2 separate regions of the Mus musculus genome follow, and region 1 is linked to region 2. Evidence: chromatin contacts called from public HiChIP or PLAC-seq data. All regions are on one chromosome and are shown on one strand. The core of a region is the stretch at or near the end of the contact, and the rest is flanking DNA. Distances in the headings are between cores, read along the strand shown. Region 1 holds the start of Tmem88b (transmembrane protein 88B). Region 2 holds the start of Morn1 (MORN repeat containing 1).

The links. HiChIP or PLAC-seq counts read pairs in DNA pulled down with a chosen protein or histone mark.
Region 1: a contact with region 2 is called in an H3K4me3 HiChIP or PLAC-seq map of bone marrow-derived macrophages, with 2.8 times the contacts expected there. The contact joins the promoter of Tmem88b here to the promoter of Morn1 in region 2. A contact is called at or near these places in 1 of 39 promoter capture datasets (liver), 1 of 15 datasets of contacts at CTCF or cohesin (embryonic stem cells) and 2 of 115 datasets of contacts at active chromatin or transcription factors (bone marrow-derived macrophages and memory CD8 T cells).

What each region holds. Positions count from the first base shown.
Region 1 is chr4:155,780,079-155,787,735 of GRCm38.p6, forward strand. Tmem88b (transmembrane protein 88B) reads right to left here and starts at 5,796. Exons shown (of 2, transcript NM_001033394.3): 1 at 5,261-5,796; 2 at 1,513-4,447. The coding sequence starts at 5,524. The coding sequence ends at 4,190.
Region 2 is chr4:155,085,106-155,093,041 of GRCm38.p6, forward strand. Morn1 (MORN repeat containing 1) reads left to right here and starts at 1,472. Exons shown (of 14, transcript NM_001081100.1): 1 at 1,472-1,576; 2 at 2,316-2,387; 3 at 4,381-4,479; 4 at 5,778-5,888; 5 at 7,164-7,254. The coding sequence starts at 1,501. Rer1 (retention in endoplasmic reticulum sorting receptor 1) reads right to left here and starts at 1,248. Exons shown (of 7, transcript NM_026395.2): 1 at 1,100-1,248.

The DNA.
Region 1 (7,657 bases), core at 4,546-7,045, 700 kb after region 2:
GACACAGTACTACCAAGGCAGGAGACAGTAGGTTATGCAGGCCTACCTCAGAGATGGGACTGAAGGCCCAGCCTCACACTTTCCTTTCAGCCCCAAACCCCCCTTTTCGGACCTGTCCAGTGGTGGTGGAGTGGGGGACAGTGACCCCAGATCTGTGTCTGGTTGTATGGTGAGCTAGCTTGTCTCTTCAGCCCTCAGGCTCTAATCTACCAGCTGGCACATTTCTGTCCTTCACAGCTAAATACAGACCCCAGACCTCTTCCACAGATCTCCCATGACCTCCACAGCATTCCTTTTTGTGTGTGTGATGCTGTGAATAGAACCAAGGTCATGTCTGCCCCCACATAAACACCAAACTGTACCCTTCTATATCCAGCTCCATTCACAGCACAGTAGTGTTTTGTTTTGTGACAGTCTTATTTTGTAGCCCAGGTTGGCCTCAAACTCATAGCAATTCTCCTGCCTGAGCTTCCCCAGTGCTGAGATTACAGATATAATCCACCATGCTCTGCACACAGTGTTCCTTTGAAAGCATGGCCAGGAGAGAGAGAGAGAGAGAGAGAGAGAGAGAGAGAGAGAGAGAGAGAGGAAAAGGAAGAAGAAGGAGAAGAAGAAGAAGAAGAAGAAGAAGAAGAAGAAGAAGAAGAAGAAGAAGAAGAAGAAGAAGAAGAGGAGGAGGAAGAAGAGGAAGAAGAGAAAAGAAGAGAGAAGAGAAGAGAAGAGAAGAGAAGAGAAGAGAAGAGAAAAGAGAAAAATTTGGAAGATTGGATTGAAGTAGGTCATCCCACTGCCCTCCCTTGGACATCCCCATGGCCACTGGAGGACACCCAAGGCTCAAGATAGGCTTGGGAAGCTGGGAAACACCTTTCGGAAATGGAATGTCTGAGGCAGCTGCTGTGACAGAGTTCCTCACCCCACCAGCAGCCACTTAAGCTTGGGAGTTGATTTCTACAGTCACCTCCCCACCCCCACCAGGCCCAGCTGTTGTTTTGATGACTGTGGGGCCAGGCAGATCCAATCCTCAGCCAAGAGTTTCCCAGGAGAGTGTTCATCTTCCACCTCTGGGGTTGGCCAGCAGAAGGAAGGCAGCCTCATTCCGGAGGAAGCACTCCTGGGCCGCTTGGCGACCAGCTGGCTCCGTCATTCTGTCTGACCAGGAAAAGAATCAAAGCTGGACACGGATGAAGGCTGGAAAGCCCCAAGACACACAAGGCACCCTACAGACCGGACTCAGCCACACACTGGGCTACGCTTGAGACTACAAAATTCACTCAATCCTAGTTAGGCTGAGGTCTGACCCTGGCTGAGCCACACTGGCAAAACAGTGTGCTGGATCCTTTAAAAAAAAAAAAAAAGTTAGGTCTGGGCATGGAGGCATGTTCATAATTCCAATATGTGGGCGGCTGAGGCAGGAGGTTCATGAGTTCTAGAGCATCCTGGTTAGAGTTGCAAAAGTTAAAGTAAAAACAAACAAACAAACAAAAACAAAACAAAACAAGTCTGATACAATTAGATTCCAGGTAAATTATAATGAGCATATTTTTAACATATTGCTGGGCTTACAAGAAAATATGTCTCAAACAACCCCCCGCCCCCAACAATTAAACATTACAAAAACATAAACCAAGGGACCAGAGAGATGACCCATGGTGTTAAGGCACTTGCTACCAACCTTGACAACCTGAGTTCCATCCCTGGGACCCACAACTCCTAAAAGTTGTCCTCTCTGACTGTCACAACACACATACATTGTGGCACATGCACATCCATACATGTACACACACACACATCTAGCAACAAGCTAGAAAGTGGTGGTATACTCCTTTAATTCAAGCATTCGGGAGGCAGCGGCAGGCAGATCTCTGAGTTCAAGGTCTGACTAATCTACAGAGTGAGTTTTAGAATAGCCAGGGCTACACAGAGAAAACTCGTCCTGGAAAAAAAAAGTAATAACACAACAATAAGAAGCAACCAGCATATTGAAGGGAACTGATAGGAAAATAAAGAGTTCTCTGAACACAGGACAGAGAGACATGCTGGGGTGCAGAGAGGGGAAGGGGCGAGTACTCTGTATTGAGGGCCATGAGCTAGTGCCATAAGGGAACCTAAGATGACTGGTTGTTTTTGTCTCTGGACAAGACTATTAAAGTTAGTGCCTGCCTTAGGTTTCTATTGCTTTGATAAAACATCAGGATCAAAGGGCTGGAGAGATAGCTCGGTAGTAGCTGCTCTTCCAGAGGACCAGGGTTCAATTCCCATCACTCACGTGGCAGCTTACAACTGTCTGTAATTCCAGATCCAGGGGATCTGACACCTTCACACAGACATGAATGCAGGCAAAGCCACCAATGTATATTAAATAAAATAAATTATTTAAAAACAAACAAACAAATAAAAAAAAACTCAAGACCAACCAACCGAGCAGTGGCACACACATTTAATCTCAGCCTTTGGGAGGCAGAGGCAGGTAGATTTTTGTGAGTTCAAGACCAGCCTGGTCTACAGAGTAAGTTCCAGCATAGCAAAGGCTACACAGAGAAACCCTGACTTAAAAATAAACAGATAGGGGCTGGAGAGATGGCTCAGTGGTTAAGAGTGCTGACTGCTCTTCCAGAGGTCCTGAGTTCAATTCCCAGCAACCACATGGTGGCTCACAACCATTTGTAATGAGATCTGATGCCCTCTTCTGGTGTGTCTGATGACAGCTACAGTGTACCCATATAAATAAATAAATACATCTTTAAAAACAAAACAAAACAGATAGATAGGCAGGCCGGCAAACAGACAAAAGACAACCCATCATGACAGGTTTATGTCATCTTACATTTCCCAGATCTCACTACACTAAAAGTAGTCAGGGCAAGAACTCAAGGCAAGAACCTGGAGGCAGGAATTGAAGCAGAACCTTACAACCAAAACAGATCTGGAGGGCTCACTCAGTAGTAGAAGTAGTAGAATTTCTGTTTTAAAATTAAAATGTTCAAGGCTTAACCCTGGATGGTAGCACACACCTTTATTCCTAGTACTTGGGGGTGGGGAGTGGGGCAGAGACAGGCAGATTCCCTGAGTTCAAGGCTAGCCTGGTCTACAAATAAAATTCAAAAATAATAATTTTAAAAATACTTTAAATTTTAAAAATATATCCACAGCTAAGGCTATAGCTCAGTGGTAGAGTGCTTGCCTAACATTTATAAGTCCATCCCAGGACTACTAAAAATAAAAAGAAATAAGATATTCTATAAAAATAAAAAGAAACAAGATATTCTAGTTCTAGTATGTACGAGTCCCAGGAAGAGGAGAAGATAGGAGACAGGGAGGGAAAGGAGAATGATAATTTATGCGTAAGTAGGAACATGTTAGTCAAACTGTAGCATGCCAAATACAAAGATAAATCTTAACATTACCCACATTGTAAAATGAGCTCGTATTCTGCCACTTGTCTCAAAAGAAAGACCCCTGGTCAGAGAATGAGCTCCAGTTCTAGATATGCGCTGATACCTGACCCCGAATGCAAGCTGAGTGCTAGGAGCTGGAGAGATGGCTCAGGGTCCTTTAGAAGACAGCTGGCTGCTCTTCCAGAGGACCCAGGTTGCAGTCCTAGAACCCACATTGCAGCTCGCACCTGCCGGTAACTGCAGTTCGAGGGCTTGTGACACCCCCACATAGATACACATGCAGGCAAAACATCAATACACACACGCACAAAAATAAATAAATAAAAATAAATTACATATTAACAACGACACGCCGATCCTGCACTTACACTGAATCACTGATCCCAGATCCTATCTCAAACCTGATCCGGGCAATAGTTTGACCATGGACCCAACTGATCTTTTGTCCTGTACAAGGTCAAGACCTTGGAGGACTCAGCTGATCCCGCAAGTTGAGCCATGACGTCTGGTTGCTACTGGCTACACCGGAGCTTCTAGAATTATGCGTGGTTGGGGGGGGGGATTCAGAGATAGCTGCCAAGTCGGCTGCTGACCACAGAATTGGGTGGAAGACATAATATGCTTTTCTGCTTTTCTTGAAGGGACACCCTTTCTCCCTCTTCTGAGGGACCCTGTTGCCATCTCCTGGCGACTTCGAGCACTGCTCTCAGAGCCCCAAAGCAGCCGCCCGAGTCATCCACTTTACGGGGGTCGAGGGACCTGGGAGGCTCTTGACGCGCAGAGACCTTGAGGCGTCAGACCCAAGCACAGAGTTGTTTGTCCTCGTCCGGGTGGCCGTCGGCCAGATCTCCGCTGCTCCTGGGCGGGCGGCGCGGAGCCGGGGTCCTCGCGGGATCAGGCAGCGCAGGGCGTAGTCGCCGGACCAGGAGGGAGCGCGCGGCGGCGGCGAGCACCACGAGCGGCGGCAGGGAGAGCAATCCGAACACAATGAGCGCCGCGGAGCCGCGGTCCGAGAGCAGCGCTCGGCACCGTGGACCCGGAGCCGGATGAACCTGTGGACAGTGGAGGCGTGCAGTCAGGCGGGGAGGCCCCAGAGCAGCGCAGGGGTGAGGGAGGTCCTGGGCCCCGAGCTCAGGGCAGAGTCCAGAAAGAAAAGCGTAAGGCTGGGAGGCCTGCCTGGAGGTGGAGCCTGGACAGAAATGCGAGAACAGAACCAAGAGTGTGTGTTCGGGGATTCCTTAAGGAAAGGCCAGAGAACCTCCCTGGCTCTCCCAACCCAGTTTTCCTGTCCCCATATGAGCTTCCTTCCATGCCCCTTACCTGTTGACAGCTGATATGGCTCCATCTGGACTGTCACCCAGCTAGCATCGTTTCTCTCTATCAGCTTCAGAAAGGGGATATAGGGGTCGTCTATGTATAGGTCAAGCCTTAGATGAGCGGAAGCCTAACCAAGGTCAAGAGGGTTCAGGGAAGGGCTGTGGGGGGGAGGAGGTGGGGGGGAGGAGGTGGGGGGGAGGAGTATGAGGAGTGGAGAAGCACTGAGGACGGGTGAATCTGACAATTTCTTTTCCTATCTCCACATCAACCTCACTGACCAGGCCCTAGTACCTCCTGGTACAAAGCTAAGAGGCCTGGGGGGGGGGGGCGGGGGGGGGGAAGCAAGACAGCTGTTCACCGAGTAACAAAGAGACTTTCTTTGACTGCAGCTGGCAGGGATGTTGGCATAACAGGAGGATGCATATATCTCTGGTTACAAAGGGGCAAGGCTAGAAGGGGGTAGATTCACCTTCAACCCCAAGGACTTGAACCTCCACAGAACTCTCACTTCCCCACTTCCCGGGGACTAACCAATGGCTACTGCTCACCCTTGAGTGACACAGGAATCCCAGGTAGACAACGGCAGCTGCTGGTAGCAACACCAGCAGGAAGACTGTTCCAGGTAGCAGCAGATGAAGCAGGAACCCAACTAGAGCCCGGCCAGACAGCACCAGGGTCCCGAGGCCTCGGGTGGCCAGGATAGGAGCCAGGACTGAGATGTGGTAATCAGTAGGCCTTCTTCGGGGTAGCATGGGTGCTGTGTCTGAGGCAACGCCTTCATCCTCTTCTGTCTCCCTTTCCTGCTCACTCATGTCGTGCCGCGGGGCTTGAAGGATGTTCCCCCAAGATCACAGTGGTAGGCAGCAGGCCTAATCCCCCTCCTCCAACCACCCTAGGCCCAGACTAGAGAGCCTTTTACCCTCCCCAGATTCAGTTCACATCTAGATCCTCGCCATCAGAGAGTAGACTCTCATCCAGTTTAATCTAGCACTGAATATCAGTCTCCAGGGCTACACCTCTGCCACAGTTTCCCCTGCTACCTTGTTGGGCCTCTTTACCAGGCAAAGGCAGGCAGCGCCTATGTGCTCGGCTCAGGTCTTACAGAGCTCTTCCCATCTGAGCACTGGGGCCCTCCTTTCTCTCAGCCCATCTCCCAGTTCTCCCAAACAATGGCTTCATTTCACAGATCTTGGCGATGACAGAAGCTCTATCAATAGCTGCCATTTAGGGACGAACTATTAACTCATTTCCCAGTACTAGCCCCTGCACTTCCCCTTATCTGACACCAGGTGACTTCATGTTGTGGAGTGATTCACAGCATGACAGGGTTGTACAGTTAGTAGTGCTTAAGGTAGTACCCGGCACAGAGTGGATACCTAATTAACAGCAGTTGCAGTTGCTCTGTACTAAATCCAATCAATCATGGAAGTATACAACAAGCCTTTCAGATGATGGGAGCATATAGTCCACTGAAAACTCCAGCCCTCTTCTGGTCTTCATAGGCACTAGGGATGCTTGTAGTGCACATACATACATACATACATACATACATACATACATTTGGGCAAAATGTTCATACCCATAAAGTAAAATAAATACATCCAAAAAATTTTAAGTGTTGTAAATTATCTCCTTACTAAGCACACATTCTTGTAATTTACACACACACACACACACACACACACACACACACACACACACACACACATATCCTCTTCCACTATGGCTAGACAAGGCAGCCCAGTTAGGGGAACAGGATCTACAGGCAGGGAACAGAGTCAGGTAAGCCCCAGCTCTGGTTGTCAGAGAACTCCCATAACAAACCACAACCACCAGCAACCAGCCAACAACCCACCGCACCTCTCAAGGCCCTAACATTTCTATACTCTGTGAAAAGTCCCCAGAATTACAAACATCACACAATCACAGAAATTATCCGCACCTGGCAAAATCACACCTGTTAGAGAACAAGACAAATGATAGCCATCTCCTGTGCACAGTCCAAAGCAGCTCCATATCCCTATGCCTAGAATCAAAATGAAAACACTACCTTATAATATTTCTGTGTTTTTCAAGGAAACCAAAACTCCAAAATTGTCAGTACAGGTTGTGAGTCACCTTGTAGGTGCTGAGAATCTAGCCATGGTCTTCTGTAAGAGTAACAAGTGTTCCTAACTGCTGAGCCATTTCTCTAGGCTCTGACATTTATTTTTGTTTTTGTTTTGTTTTGTTTTGTTTTGTTTTTTTGAAACAGGGTTTCTCTATATAGCCCTGTCTGTCCTGGAACTCACTTTGTAGACCAGGCTGGCCTCAAACTCAGAAATCCACCTGCCTCTGCCTCCCAAGTGCTGGGATTAAAGGCATGTGCCACCACTGCCCGGCCTATATTTCTGTTTTTTAAAGGAACGAATATTCTCACTACACATCCCACTATGAATGTTTATGTCAGTCCAGATCTTTGCTTCTTGTTGGCTAGCCTATGAAACGTACTTTTAAGGAGCTGGGATTAAAGGCATGCGCCACCATGCCCGGCTCGACATTTTATTTTTGATTATGTGTGTATGTGTATCTATATGTGGGTATGTGCACATACGCAGGAGAGTCCTCAGAGGCCAGAAGTGGGAGTCAAAGCTGGGCATGGTAGTACTACACACTTTCTATCCCAGCAGTTGGGAGGCAGAGGCAGGCAGAGCTTTATAAATTCCATGTCAAATGACATAGTGAGTTCTAGGCTAGCTAAGGCTATATAGTGAGATACATACTGGGACTCTATCTTAGAAGAAGAAGAAGAAGAAGAAGAAGAAGAAGAAGAAGAAGAAGAAGAAGAAGAAGAAGAAGAAGAAGAAGAAGAAGAAGAAGGAAGAAGAAGAAGAAGAAGAAGAAGAAGAAGAAGAAGAAGAAGAAGAAGAAGAAGAAGAAGAAGGAAGAAGAAGAAGAAGAAGAAG
Region 2 (7,936 bases), core at 222-2,721:
CGTGTTCTGGAGCCCATCATTTGTCTAGTTTCTGCAATCCATCACTCCTAAATTAGTAATACACCACAGAGAAGAAAGCGCTCTGCACAGCATCTGGGGGTCGCTGCCTCTTGCACCTGCATGCCTCAAGAGTTGTTCCCTGTCAACCCTTCCAGACCCTGCCCCTCTGAGTCCTTCCCTCTCTGGGCCCCTCTCACCTTTGGGGGTGGGGTGGGAAATGATCATCTTGGATCATCCCCAGCCCTTTCTCTATGTTCTACCTCCACCGCAACCAGTTCCCCAACACACAACCTGGATCTAAGGGGCTGAGTATGGGTTTACTGATGCTCTTCTGAGCACCTTAATGAGGGTTAAAAAAAAAAAAAAAACTCACATCAAAAAAACAGGCAGTTCCAAGACGTATAACTAGTCTCTAAGTCTTCCCCCCGCCCCCAACAGGGTTGCTCCATGTAGACCAGGCTAGCCTCAAACTCACAGCCTCTGCCTCACATAAAGGCGTGCACCACCACCTCCTGGATAGTATCTGTTATTAAGAACTAAGAAAGAAAAGCCACTGGGGGTTCTCAATGTGGAAGTATGAAGCCCTCTTGCACTGATACCCTGCTAAGGGAGACAATGTAGCCTTATCTGCTCCACGCTGGAAGTACAGCCTGGAGGGCTGGACATTTTACTGCCTTAATGTCACCATATAATCTAGACCCATTTAACCAGCACCCCTTCGATCCATTCAGTAACTGTCTTCGCGCTCGGGCTTAATTCCTACACGTGTGCCCCGAAACTGAACACGGTAGTGGGGTAGCAAGAGGACACCTAACACATGCCGCCTGGATCTGTGCAGGCAACAACAGGCCACCTTCCTCCACGACCTGGGGCCGGGGGGTCGGGGCGGCGCGCGAGCCGCGGCGGGCAGCGCTCAGCAGTCCCCTCGCGCACCCCTCTCGGAGATCGGCCCGCCCCTGGCAACCCCTCGCCAGGCTCAAAGGCGCTGCCCGGCCCCGCCCGCCCGCCGCCCGCCGGCTCGCCCGTGGCCTTGACAGCCCAGAGGAAGGCGGTGGTGTGCCGCCCGACCAGGTCCGCGCCACCAGCCCACCCCCAGCACCTCGCAGCTCCGGTGCAGCCGAGCCGCGGTCTCCCTCACGGCTGCGGAAGGAGGATGGCGGGCAGGGCGGCCGCCAGAGCTCGGCTCCGGATCCGGGAAGCTGCACAGGCACTTCCGTTCCGTCCCGCGGCGCCTCCAGCCGCCAAGATGGCCGCGGGGCGGGGCCCAAGCTCCAACCATTTCCGCTTCCGGTATGGACGCAGAGGCCGTTGGCGGGAGCGCTTCCCGGCGGAAGGACGGGGTTGGCGGAAACGTGCCGTGGTGCACAGGCGCATTGACGTCCTCAGGCTCCGGATCCGGCGCCGCTGCTTCGGATGTTATGGTCTCCTGGCCACGCCCCATGGCAACCGGAGGCCAATGGAAGGCAGCTTTATGGTTGCTAGGGAAACTTTGGCGGCAAGATGGAGGCAGCTGGCGATCCCTACCAGGCTTCGCTCCAGCCGCGTCGGCACTCGCCGAGACTGCCGCCGCGAAACGGTACGGGCTGCGTCTCCCCGCTGGAGCTCCGTCGCGTTCGCGTGCTCCACAGGCGTGGTCCAGGCTGCAGGCTCACGGCCAGCCGACCCTGCGTCAGGGGGGGCAGGTAGAGCTGAGGTCAGGCTGGCTGGGTGAGCACACGAGGTTCGCCCAATGCAGTCTGATGAAAAGTTGTTCTAAAACCGGAGAAACAGGATCGATATGAGGTCAGAGTCCATGCTAGTGCCACTGTCTTCCCGTCCCAGGCTGCGACTTGCTGGCAAGAAAGCAGTGGGGTTGCTTATCCATCTCAGGAACTGAGAGATGGGTGTTGGGTGTGATGTCTCAGAGCTGGCTGCGTGATAAAAGATGAGGCAGCCAGGAGTAATTAGGAGTGAGTGTGGATTTTTGTCCCGTGGGGACAGGAGGATAGTGACGGTCCTGGCAGGGTGGGCTCTTTGCTGTATCCTCACGGAGCTTGTTGACTGCTTCCGTGCCCTCACCGCCTCCTCTTAAAGAGCCTACAATCAGCTTTTGTCTTAGCCCTCCTCTGGCCAGGCCTGCCTTTCCCTCAGTACTATCCATGTAACAAAACCCAAGCAAGGGAGAGGGAGCACCCATCTTGAGCAATTAACCATCCTGTCATGTTCAAGAGACTGATGAGAAATGACCTGCAGACTACTCCAGACCCTGAGCTGCCCCATCTCTGTGTCTGTTGATGGCAAACCATTGCTATGTTCATCTTCTTTTCCGAACACAGGCTATGGCGTATATGTATACCCAAATTCTTTCTTCCGCTATGAAGGAGAATGGAAGGGAGGCAAGAAACACGGTAAGAAGCCTGTGATCATTGCAGAGCTCATTCCAGAGCCAGATTCCTGAGAAAAGGTGTGGGAGGCAGTCAGTCTTGTACCAAGCATAGCCTGGTACTGCGCCTGCACACTGGGACTACCACTTGGACCCAGTCATGGTGGAACCAATGTAAGACCAATTCTTGTAGGCTTGGAGGTCATCACATGCTGGTGGGTGGTGGAACTATTGGTGGGAGGGAAAGAGTGGGGCAGTAGACCCAGAGTGTCACACACAAACACCATCATGGCGTCCTGCATGCTTGTTATTGGACATCCAGGCCTCTAATCATCAGCCTTAGTGTCTCTGTATTCAAAAAAAAAAAAAAAAAAAAAAAAGGTAAACATGGGCACGAAAGAACCCTGTTCTCTCGTGTCTGTGAGCATTCCAGTTTATAGAATATACCACCAGACAAAGGCCAGGCGATGTGGAGGTTTTGCTGTGAGACATTATTGAATCTGTTGATTCCTGGGGAAAGGCAGCTGTGTTCTTAATAGGCTGCCTCCTGTTGCCTCTCTTACAACATGGAGGCTCTGCTGTGTTTTCCCAAGCTAGAGTTAATGGAAGCGAGGTATCAGGCTTTGTTTCTAATAAGAAAGAAATCAACTCCGGAGGCAGAGGCAGGGGGATCTCTTCAGTTCAGGGCCAGTCTTTTTTTTTTTTTTTTTAAGATTTATTTATTTATTATATATAAGTACACTGTAGCTGTCTTCAGACACACCAGAAGACGGTGTCAGATCTCGTTACAGATGGTTGTGAGCCACCATGTGGTTGCTGGGATTTGAACTCCGGACCTTTGGAAGAGCAGTTGGGTGCTCTTACCCACTGAGCCATCTCACCAGCCCAGGGCCAGTCTTAATACAGAGTGAGTTTCAAGACAGCCAGAGCTACATAGAGAAACCTTGTCTCAGAAAGCCAAAAAGTAGAAAGAAAGAAAGAAAGAAAGAAAGAAAGAAAGAAAGAAAGAAAGAACCAGATTTTTAGGAAACCTTGGCAATAGAGGGAAAAAGTACAAAATGAGCATGCCCTGGAATGGTCCTTGCATAGACACACACACACAGAGACACACGCACCAAAGAAGTACTGAGTCTAGACTTTCCGTTGTCTAGACTCTACCTGCTCCATAAACAAGAAGGTTCATCGTATCTGCTGGCTATCAGAATCTTTCTCATTTTCTTTTATGTATCTTTTTGTTGTTTTGGTTTAGGTTTTTGAGACACCGTCTTGCTAGATATATAGCCCAGGCTGGCCTTGAACCTGTAATCCTTTTGCTTTGGCCTCCAAAATGCACCACTGCACCCAGCCTTTACCAATATTGTCTTAATAATTTGTTGTTGTTGTTTTCTTGTGACCCCAGAGCCTGTACGAATGAGGCAAGTGCCTCACTGGCAGGCTGTATTCTTAGCATCTTTCAGCTTTTGCTTGGTGTTTTTATCACAACGATGTTTCTCATTTTTTCACCACCATTAAGGATTTGTCTTCTGTAAGCAGGCACTGTTGTCAGAGCTACTTGAAGAGTCACCCACTTTTAAGAATGTGTTCTCCAGGGGCCAGAAAGATGGCTCAAAAGAGTGCTTGCTGCTCTTGCAGAGGACCAGAGTTCAGTTCCCAGCACCTACATCAGGTAGCTCACAAAAACCCATAACTCTAGCTCCAGGGAACCTGACACCAACCTCCGGTCTCCATGGGCATTGTCGTGCATGGGCACACACGCATGTGTCCTTTGTCCTCGTGTGGATGGAGGACAGACAAGGTTCATGTGCACAGCTCATGCCTCTATGGTTGTCAGGAATGTATTGCTTTGTCTGTATGAGTTTCCACTGTGTTGCCCAGACTGGCCCAGCCTCCTGAGTAGCTAGGTTAAGACATGCGCCACCATGGCAGCTGAAGTTTTCACTCTGCAAAGGGAGCCCACCTGGCATGGGTCGGTCTGTGGCCACTCCCACAAGCTGACTGCACTTTGTTTCTCTTACCAGGTCATGGGAAGCTATTGTTTAAAGATGGAAGTTACTACGAAGGCGAATTTGTGGATGGAGAAATTACTGGGGAAGGCTGCCAGCACTGGGCCTGGTCAGGTTAGCACTGGGCAGAGGTGGGCTGCTGACTCTGTTCCCGTAAACCCTCCCAGAGTTAATGGCCACACAGAGTGCTGTGTGTAAACAGGGAGCTTCAGGCTCCAGTAACGAGAGGAGAGCAGCACGCAGGCTGGGGCAAGGGAGCGTGAGGAGGCTTATGGTCTGGATGGCCTTTGTGTCCAGTGAAAGGGTGCCTAGGGGTCCTAGGTGAGGGTTTGCACTCACCACGATAGAAAGCTTGGTCTTCTCTATAACACCTAGTTGAAAGAAAAATTTATCATCCCAAAGTTATATTTTCTTCTACATTAAAGATAATTTAGGGGCTGGAGAAATGGCTCGGTGGTTAAGAACACTGGCTGTTCTTCCAGAGAGCCTTAGTTCAATTCCCAGCAACTACATGGTGGCTCACAACCATCTCTATAATGTGATCCTATGCCTCTTCTGGCATGAAGGTTTACATTCAGATAGAGCACGCGTACATAAAATAAATAATTAAATCTTTAAAAAAGCAAAAAGGCATTTTAGACCAGAGGTGGTCATGCATGCCTTTAATGCCAGCACTTAAAATAAACAAAGATATTTCAGTCAAGGTGTATCCCTAGATGGACAGACTGCTCTGAGGCTTCCATGCCAGTGGTCAGGGGTACTTCCTGGAGCTTTAGGCTTCACAGTTAGTGGTTGTTAGCACTCAGGAGAGCTTTTTTCTTGGGCTTTTCTCTTGGGTTCAGTGGTTTTTAAAAATCCAGGAGAGTCCTTCGTTGTACCCCATCAGTGCCACAGGCAAGGGCTTCCGTGGCAGTCTGCCATCCCAGCCAGGGTATGGACACAGGTCCAAAGCATATTCTCTTCCTCGCTGTCCATACCAAAGAGTAAGGTAAAGAGACAGACACCAGCCAGGTGTAGTAGCGCACACCTCTAATCCCAGCACTCAGAAAACAAAGGAAGACAGATCTTTGTGCTTCAGAGGCCAGCCTAGTCTACATAGAGACAGAGACCTCCATTTGAAAACACCTCAGGCCGGGAGGTGGTGGCATATACCTTTATCCTAACATTTGGAATGCGCAGGCAGGGGGATCTCTGAGTTTGAGGCCACCTTGGTCTACAGATCAAGTTTCATGACATCCAGAACTACACAGAGAAACCCTGTCTCATAAAAACTAAAAAAAAAAAAAAAAAGAAAAAGGAAAAAAGAAAGAAAAAGAAGAAAATGAAAATGACTGGCGTCATCTCCACTGCCATTGGCTGGGGCACAGCAGAGAACCGGAAATTACCTGACTCTCCACTTCTGTCTGCCCCAGGAAACACCTACTCTGGACAGTTTGTTTTAGGAGAGCCTCAAGGGCACGGCGTCATGAAGTACAAAGCCGGAGGTCGCTATGAAGGGGAGCTCTCCCAAGGCCTGAGGGAAGGTCTGGTACCCGGGGGCTTGGGGGGGGGGGTCTGTGTGTGCTCGGGTGGAAGACCACTAAGCTAGCCTGTCTGACTTCAGAGGCAGGGATTGGTTGGTACCCCTTTTTCTGCCTGCAGTGCAGATGAGCCCATCAGAGCCTATATACAGAAAGCGGGCTGCCTCCCATCTCCTGGGACTTGTGTCATGCCCACATCCGCTATCTGTACTGTCTACCACTTACAGGTTAAAACAGCACACAGTTCTTTGATGATAAGCATGGGTCCCACAGGTTGGCCTGAGGCAAGTCTGCAGTTTCAGAGTGAGTCATCCTGCTGCTGCAGCCGTGCTTTGACCAGATCCGCTCTCCCAAGATCCCAGTGACACTGGACTATCGGGCCCCTAAGGCCTGAGTCAGTCACCTCATGTATGGTCTGCAAGGCCAAAGAGGATGAGGGGTTGATTGAAGAGATACCTGTGCCTTTGGACACCGGGAAAGACTAACGAATGCCGTAAATGAACCTAGCAGATTGTAGTGTGTATGAATGCAGCGGGAACTTCCCTTTCTTTCTCCAGCTTTACTTGAGCTAGGGGACAGAAATACCCTTGAGTTTCTGAATTGTCTAGAAGCTGAGGGTATCGACAGCTCAGCAAGACCCCATCTTTATTCACATTTCTCTGGCCCTTCAAGGTGACAAACCTTGCAGGGGAACTCAGGCAGAGCCCTGCCGTGCTTACCGTGTACAGAGTAATTAATTCTGAGACAGAAACATTCAAGTGGACTCGAAGCATCCCCCTATACTGTCCACAAAAGCCCAGTGGTTGGTTGTGGAGAGCCTTCTGTGTAGCCCCCATTAGAACCTGTGATAGCTAGTCAGGATCGATTTTATGAGCCCTGCTGACCTGGGCAGTGGCAGCTATCTGTCCCTAAATACATCTACCTTTTTTTTTTTTTTTTTTTTTTTTTTTTTGGTTTTTCGAGACAGGGTTTCTCTGTATAGCCCTGGCTGTCCTGGAACTCACTTTGTAGACCAGGCTGGCCACGAACTCAGAAATTCGCCTGCCTCTGCCTCCCGTGCGCCACCACGCCCGGCACATCTACCATTCATGTTGAACAGAGCTAATGGGCAGGTCTAGGAGGCCAGTGGGGCCCTGGTACTCAATCTTCTAAATCCAACTTCCTGCCAGAATTAAGTGCAGGCAGATCTCCTCCAGGCCGCTAAGGGAGGAGAGAGGAAGGGCCATCACTAGCAGGAGGTGTGGAATCAAGTTGGTGTATTTTGGTTTCTTTCACTAGGGCAGGGGTTTCTGGAGGATCAGGACGGGCAGGTATACCAGGGTTCCTTCCATGACAACAAGAGACATGGCCGTGGGCAGATGATCTTTAAGTGAGTACGGGTGTTGGAGGTATAAGCTGCTACTTGGGAACAAGAGTGGCCCCCCTACCTCCTAGAATGCTGGTGGCCACAGGGGTCTGGGCAGGTAGATTTTGTAGAAAGCACTGCCTAGTACCCAGGCCTTACATATGTCCTGAGACTTCACTGCTTTTCTCTGTATGTATGTTTGTCTGTCTGTACGTCTATCTCTGCCTCCTCACACACTTGTTGAATCCAGGACCTAGCACCCAAGAATGGATCCCAAGGACCTGGGTTTGAGCAAGGATACTGGTCAATGAAGCTGCTGCCGTTGAGGCAGAGGGTTAGAGACCTTAAGCCTGTGTTCAGCTTCCTGGGTGGATTTTTACCCAGCACCTGCCCTTGAAACAGGCAACGTCACCTCTCCCATTTCCTCCTCAATCTCTGCCATTTCCCATTTTGAGTAGCAGAAGCCAAACGTGTCCTGCACAGGGCCCAGCATGCTCTGGAAAATGGGTCCTACCATGGGGGGGCGCGCAGGTATGCATACATGTCCCCGCCTGTCACAGCCCTCCTGAGCCAGCTCTGGCAAGGCAGGAGCTCACAGACCATCTGTTCAGGGCCTATTTTTGCCTTGGCCCCGGTGTGCTTGCTGCGCCCGGTCAGAGGAGTTGGTCTGAGTCACTGCTACCACCTGGTTCTTAGCCTCATGAGG